Linked DNA regions of Mus musculus: region 1 is linked to region 2. The links are chromatin contacts, called in public Micro-C maps. All regions are on one chromosome and are shown on one strand. The core of a region is the stretch at or near the end of the contact, and the rest is flanking DNA. Distances in the headings are between cores, read along the strand shown. Region 1 overlaps Snx29 (sorting nexin 29). Region 2 has its middle 2.4 kb from the start of Gm25805.

Region 1 (4,056 bases), core at 1,346-3,845, 2.8 Mb before region 2:
CATTGGCCTGGAACTGGCCGGCAAGCTTCAGGAGCCTGCCTGTTTCAGTGCTGGCATTGCAGGCACACATCGCCATACCTAGTTTTCTCTACATGGATTTAGGAACTGAGTCAGGCACTTATGCCCATAAAATCAGCACTTCGCTGACTGAGACAGCTCACCATCATGGATTTATTATCTAAAAGCAATAGCTTAATATTAACAATATCTCTAACGTGGGTTGACATACCATGTACCAAACACACAAACCCAGCCTTGGGTTTACTGAAAGTTTGTACATATTAAGGGGAAAAGGAAGAGGAGGAAGAAGTTGAGGGTGAGAAACAGGAGAAAGAGGAAGCAGAAACAGTAGAAAACCTGAACTACTTGTACCTGAAACTTTGAGAAAAAATGTTTGCCAGCTTCTGGCCTTTGGCTTTGCAGTATAAACAGAGAGCACATGGTGACACTATCATCTGGAGATGATAAGATGTAAGGGCTGTGCACCCTTTAGAAGAAGACTACAGAGGTCAGAACTGTGTTCTACCCCCAGCTCAGCAATGTCATAAAGAAGTGCAGAATTCACCTACCTGTCCAGCATCTAAAAGACACACAGAATAGAGTCCAAATAACACAAACAGCGGCTTCAGATGCGGCTCAGCTGGCAGGTACTTGCCTAGAATACATGAATTCTTAACTGATTCTCAGCACTGCCTAAAACAGATGCAATGCTGCATGCTTGTGACCTCAGTATTTAGGAGATGCAGACAAGAATTCCAGGTCATTCTCTACTAAAAAGGAATTCTAAGGTCAACTTGGGATACATAAGACATGGTTGGTTGGAAGGAAGGAGGGAGGGAAGAATGAGTGAGCCAACAAACAAGGAGGGAAGGAAGGAAGGAAGGTTTGAGCACCTTTGGAAGGGTAAACAAAGCCCTTCCCCAAAGCATCCATCACCAGCCCCGAGAAGCTGACACCATTGTCTCACCTCCTAATCTGTGTGTGAGAGTTTAGCTAAGCTCTGACTCCTCCTTGGCTGAGTGAAGATCCTCATCACACCTAGCAATGCAGGACAAACACAGAGATTACACCAGAGCACATTTGGAGCTATGCCTGGCTGCTGGCACACGTAAATGTGGCCACACTCCACTGTTTCTCATTACCCTCTCTTCCTAAAGTTTTCTTAAGTAGACTAGGTCAAAACTGGGAAGATGGGAGAGCCAGCTACATAGCTGGTGCATGTGCATGCGAGTGCAGGGCCGGCAGTGGCAACTGCAGTAACCAGCTCGCCTCTCAGAGGCTTTGAGAAGCACAGCATGGGGTGTGAAGACATGGATACAATAAACTGAGTCAGCCTCCTTCTACTCATCCTCCATGATACCGAGAGAAGTCCAGGCATGGCGGTACAGACTTGTCATCCAAGCTACTCAGGAAGATGAGGAATGACTTCAAGTTCAAAAACAGCCTGCGCTATACAGCAAGTCTTTGAACAACCTAGATGACTTTGTGAAACTTGTCTCATAATAAGTGAAGATGGCTGGGGATGTGGCCAGTGGTGAGTGCTTGTCTACAGCTGGGGAGTGCCATGTGGTCCTGATGTCTGCCTCCAGCACAGAAAATCAAAAATGAGAATCTAAGTCAGGCAGAGTAGGCATGTCTATAATCCGAATAACCAGGAGACCGAGACAAGAGAGTCATAAGTTCAAGGACAGCCAGATATATAGAACCTTAGAGAAAGTACCGAGCTCAAACCCCCAAAACCAGGTGGTCTCCATGAGCTGGGAACGCATGCCCTGGCTGTCCTGTGCTATAAGCATGATGAGGTTCTGTCACCCAGGTGACTGTCCCAGCCCCAGGGCCCTACTTCCTGCTCCATTCCTCCCTTCCCTGTACTATCTGTTAGCAGCAAACTGCTACTCTCTTCAAGTACCTAGGATTACTACAGTGCGCCTTGCAGAAAATGCTGAGTGAACAGAGCTAAAAGGGGAGAGAAAAAGAACCTTCTCCATCCCACGATTCATGGGTGGGCAAGCGTAGCACACAAGCCCGTCACTGGCATGCCTCTGCTCCCGTGCCAGGGAGGTGCGGCTGAGCAGCAAGGCAGACTGTGCGGGAGGCATGCTCGCTGGACACCCAAGCACATGTTTATTCATTTTTAGAAAGCCTGCGGTGCCCTCCCCCTTATCCCATGAAATCTGACCATCCTACTCAGCTTCTATTCCTGTCCCTTGCTCATTTGCGTAATTTTAACACTGCAGAATATAGCTAGCCTAAGAATATTTTTTATAATTACACCCATCACAGGAACTGTCAGTATCTAATGAAGGATAATTTCAGCTATTATAAGAAGCTTAAAAGATCATTTTCATGAATAATTCGTAATATGAATCATTAAATTCAAACAATGTCAGAAATTTCAAAAAAAGAGAGAGAAAAAAAAGAAGGAAAAAAAGAAAAGAAAAGAAAAATATTTTAGGTGCCTAAAAGTCACTCTCCCTTTAAAGGCAGAGTCTGACGAGCTCGGAAACCCAAGGTTGAGTGACAGTGGGGAGGAAGTAATGTGGAGGTTGGGTTGGAGGTTTCTTCTGGCCCTGCCTATCTCTCCAGCTCAGCTCAGCCCTGCTCCTGCTGCCCACACCCAAGATGCAAGCCCTGAGCCCCTCGGCCTCCATTCTAGTGTACCTGCCCAACCCGCTTCCTCTGCCAAAACAGGAAACACCCTGGTCTGGAAACAGAATGAATGCACACAGTGCTGGCTCTGCTGGTAAATACCCTGAGCACCCAGATCCAGCCATAGCTGGTTTCAACTGTCTGCTAAAGGCGAGGGAAGTTAGAGTAAAGCGGCAGGCCTCACAGACCTTTCTAACAGCAGGATCACAGGTCTCCTGTCTAGGCTGGGCTAAAGCCCAGGAAGCGGACTGCAGGCTGGCTGCTGGGGTGGGAATGTGCTTGAATGCTGCTGGAGGGATAGTCAAGATCTAGATCTAGATGACACTGACTTCCAGGGCTGCCATCTGTCCCTATCGGAGGCACTGAGGTCTTTGTGCTCACCCCCGCCCCCACCTGCCAGCCTATACATGCAGAGAATGATTTGTGAGCAGACAGCACACCCATGGTGATTCCAATATTCTGATACCGAAAGGATGACCCAGAAAAGTTCTATTAAGTGACAGTGTTACCTGGAAAAGACAAGGCAGGTCTGGGACCTCCAATTCCTCCAAAGGTCAGCTGATAACTATTTTAGTGTGTATTTTAGAGGACACCCCCTTCCTGTCTCTGCTGGAACTATCTAGCTATACAACTGCCTCATGAAAGCAGCCATCAGTGATACTAACAAATAGGTGTGGGCATGTCACAATAGAACTAGATCTACAGTTCAAATCCCAGCACCCAGATAGCAGCTCACAGCCTATAAACTCCAGTGCCACGTAATCTAATACCCTCTGCACAAACACATATGCAAGCATGTGCTGCACAAACATACAGCCAAGGAAATATACAGAATTTTTTTTAAAAACTGGGTTTACAAACAAGGCAGCTTGTTCCCAAGCCAACCCAGTATGCTCGAATCACATTTGGAGAGAAAAATGTAGAGCAGGTACACGTATCAGAGAGCCTAAGGTCTGTCTGTGTACATTCATATGTATCATTCATTTCTGGTTACTTAGAGAACTAGAAGAGATGGGTGACTAGGGATCATTATATTGCTGTTCAAAACCTGATAAAATATTCAATTACACAAAAAAGAGAATGGGACACAAGCTACCTCAGGACTGCTCCCACTGAAGCTAGTTCTCTTGTGATAGAGTCAAATCCCAAAAAACAGCCCTCTATAATTCATACTCATGTGGGGAAAGGGGAAAAATAATAACTGAGAATCCAAGAAGATAAATTTTATGCTGTCTTCCAAAAACCAAGCCAACAAAAGATAAAGAGTAGTTTAAAGTTGTGTGACCCCAGCCTGTGACCCTCTGTTACGTGGCAGTTATTGGGGAGGAGGGGTAGGCTGAGTCTGTGCCTGTTCCAAATGACACAACAGCAGGTGTGTGTGTGTGTGTTTCAACTCTTGTCTAGAAT
Region 2 (3,715 bases), core at 30-2,529:
GTAACTGGGGGTGGAGTCTAGCCAGAATGCCAGGAGCTTGGGACTTTGCCTGACTTATAGACACAGAATCATGGAGTTGGGGACTCTGTGGTGTCAGGCACCTGACTCTGGGAACGTGGCTCGCTTTTCCGTCTCTTGTAGAGTTTTCTACTGGGTTGCCGGAGCAAGCCTCATTCAACCAAAATAGACTGCCTATCGTGGCCTCCCCCTCCCCTCCCCTCCCCTCCCCTCTCTCTCTCTCTCTCTCTCTCTCTCTCTCTCTCTTCTCTCTGTTATTTGAGACTAGAGAGATGGCTCAGTAGGAACGCCTGCTTCTTTCCCAGAGGACCTGGATTTGGTTTCCAGCACCCACAGCAGGTGGCTTGCATCCCCAATTCTAAAGAATTAGAATTAGAGTCTTCTTTGGGACTTTCACACATGTGCTGTACATAAACTCATGTAGACACATACTTATGTAAAAATGAACACATAAATGCCTAAGAAAGATGGGTTTACTTTCTTCTCTGTGACTGCCTGTTTGCCTGTACACGTGCTTTTTCGGTTTTTGTTTGTTTGTTTTTGGTTTTTCGAGACAGGGTTTCTCTGTATAGCCCTGGCTGTCTTGGAACTCACTTTGAAGACCAGAGCATGTTGGATCCCTTGGAACTGGAGTTGTAGAGGGCTCTGAGCCAGAACTGAACTGTAGCAAATGCTCTTAACCCATCTCTTCAGAACCCCGTTTTTCTTTTACTCTTCCCTACCCTGCTCCCCAGACAGGGTCTCAGTATGTAGCTCTGACTATCCTTGAACTCACCGTAGAACTCACAGAGATCCTCCAGAGCACTAAGACTAAAGGCATGAGCCACTACACCTGGCTCCCCTTTCTTTTTTTAATTGTGTGGGGAGGGAGTGTACAGCGGTGATCCCCTTGCTTCAGTTTCTCAGGTAGCTGAGACTAAATGTGCATCATTCTTTGGAATGAGGTGCCTGACCGGAGCTTTCCCCATTCCTCAGCTTTCTATTTTTTTTTTTTCTCCAAGATTTATTTATTATATGTAAGTACACTGTAGCTGTCCTCAGATACTCCAGAAGAGGGCATCAGATTTCATTACGGATGGTTGTGAGCCACCATGTGGTTGCTGGGATTTGAACTCGGGACCTTCGGAAGAGCAGTCGGCACTCTTAACCACTGAGCCATCTCGCTAGCCCTCAGCTTTCTATTTTTACCCGGTAATGTCCAAGTGTAAGAGACCATCATACCTCATCTCCCTGAGCTAGTCCTTCCTCCAAGTGACCACTAGAGGGCACAGGGACTGTGAGCTGAGGCTGAGCTTCGGGCCAACCCCGGGGGCAGGTGCCAGACAGAGTACTGAGCTTTCAGAAATAGAGCAGAGAAGGCCCTGCCTTATTGAACCCTAGGGAAACCAGGTCTGCAGGTAATTTTCCCTACGTCCCAGCGCTTCATGACCTTTAAGACAGGCAGTTGTCTGGGTGCATGCACACGTGGAAGTTCAGGGGGACCAGAAAAGCACCCAGGGTTCTGCAGTCCCTAGCCTTGACCCCAAAAGGCAGCTTGAAACCTCAGGGTCCTTTTCCAGACAGCCTGGCTGTATCTGAAAGCCCACAGGTAGGTACATTACAGGCTAGAATAACATTGTAATGTATCAGGCCGAGCTTCCTGAACAAGTTGGGTTTCCATTTACTGTAAACAATCCTGCTTGTCCAGTGAGCCACAGGCTGAAAGGAGGAAGAGGAACAGGCGTGCTGTGAGTGCTCAGCAACTGGATGAGGCTCAGTGGCAGCCTGGCTGTAGCTGGAACAGACAGGGCCTCCCAGAGAAGCCTGTGGGGAGCCTGTTTAGAGGTTGCCCCGTAAATACCAAGGGACTACAGACCTGGGCTAGGATCCAGCTCCATCTACCTGCACTCTAGTCACTCCGCTCCCAGGCTTCAACATATTTCATCTTGGACATGGGCATGCAGCTCAATGGGTAGGGCACTTGCATAGCACACAGGAAACCCTGGGCTCTCTCCTCAACACCACAGGAACTGTACATTGGGGTACATACCTGTAATCCCAGTACCTGGAAGGTGGAGCTCAAGGTCAACTGGATCCAATGAGACCCTGCCTCATAAGGGGTGGGGGGGGACTTGGCAGCAGAAAAAAGACAGCTCCTCCTGCCCTGTTGCCCTTAGCTCTACTCCCTCAGACTGCCCTCTGAACTGGTCCATTTGCACACTACAACGTGTGCTTGAGCCCACGCACACAATCAGTAGGCAGTTGTGTGGTCCCTGCCTATAATCTTTGGTCTGCAGATATAGGAGGCAGAGGCAGAAGGACCAGAAATTCAATGTCACCCTAAGGAACACAGTGAGTGTGAGGCCAGCCTAGGCTACAAGAGACCCTGCCTGACGCAAAGGAACAAATATGTGAAGAAACAAATGGAAGACGAGTCTGTGATGGGCTGGCAAGTGGGCTCCACAGCAAAGACCCCTGCCCTCATGCATGACAGCATGTGTCCAGTCCCCAGGGCCCACGGTGCAGGGAGAGAGCTGGCTCCCACAAATTGCCCTCAGACTCCACAGTTGTATAAATAAGTAAATAAAATATAAGTTTAAAATATTAAAGATAAGCCTGTTTGCTTCCAGCTGGGTTTCCTGAGCTTCAGGCAGCAGCGGGATGAAGGGAGGTGAGTGTGCCCAGAATGTAATTCATTTTAAAGTCTTAGCATAAGGAAGTGGGTGGCAGTGCAGTGGAAAAGCAAACCAGAAAAAGGAAACCAAAAAATGAACGACGTAGAAAAACAATGACAGCGGCTTCTCCTTCCTCCTCTTCCTCTCTTCTTCCTCCTCTTCTTCCTTGCTATGCTCCAAGGTCCAAGGCCTAGAGTCAAATGTCTGTTTGCATTGTTTTTGGACGTAAGGCGCAGTTCCGTAGCCCAGGCTTGGAACTCTGGATCCTCCTGCCTCTCCTACTGTGTTACGGGTGGGGTGTGTGCTACCACACCCTGAGGAGTCTCAGATGCCAACAGGAGATGGCTGACTATGCAAAGTAATAGATATTCACTGAGCTCCAGTTTGCATATAGAATAGCGGCATTTACAACTATAGCCTCATTGGCTGAGTGACCTGAAACTGGTCACTTACATCTTCTGTGCCTTGGTTTCTCCTCTTGTTAATAAGGGATAACAGTAACTATGAAAGAATGAATGTTAGCAGCTATCCTGGTACTCTGGAGGCTGGGTCAGGAGGTTGCCTGGAGGCCGGCCTGGGTTTCACAGTAGTTTCAGGCCAGCCTAGTCAACTAAGCAAGATCCTGTCAAATCAAAACCTGACCCAGAGAAGCAAGAAGGAAGGGGCTGGAGAAATGGTGCAGCAGTTAACAGCACTTGCTGTTCCTCTTAAGGAAGGACCTAAGTTCAGTTCCCAGGAGCCACTCCAGGAAGCTCACGACCACGTGTAACCCCCGCCCCAGGGCTCTCAGCCCCAATTCTAAACCATGGGATTACGTTTTTTGGTTTTTTTGCTTTTTGTTTTTCGAGACAGGGTTTCTCTGTATAGCCCTGGCTGTCCTGGAACTCACTTTGTAGACCAGGCTGGCCTTGAACTCAGAAATCCTCCTGCCTCTGCCTCCCGAGTGCTGGGATTAAAGGCATGAGCCACCACTGCCTGGCGATTTTATTTTTTATTTATTTATTTTTTTAAGAAGGAAGGAAGGAGAGGAAGAGGAGGGACAA

Evidence for each region. Hi-C and Micro-C count contacts between places; a contact is called where the count stands out from the background.
Region 1: a Micro-C map of undifferentiated spermatogonia shows a contact between it and region 2, with 25 times the contacts expected there. The contact joins two enhancer-like sites.

Annotation. Positions count from the first base shown.
Region 1 is chr16:11,525,215-11,529,270 of GRCm38.p6, reverse strand. All of the region lies in intron 14 of Snx29 (sorting nexin 29), which reads right to left. Among named protein-coding and RNA genes, the nearest start is that of Gm32100, 56 kb to the left of the region's middle. Within about 2 kb of position 2,595, at least 99 of the 459 cell types and tissues checked have an H3K27ac peak or open chromatin away from gene starts, as enhancers often do.
Region 2 is chr16:8,766,830-8,770,544 of GRCm38.p6, reverse strand. No RefSeq gene overlaps it. Among named protein-coding and RNA genes, the nearest start is that of Gm25805, 2.4 kb to the right of the region's middle. Within about 2 kb of position 1,279, at least 67 of the 459 cell types and tissues checked have an H3K27ac peak or open chromatin away from gene starts, as enhancers often do.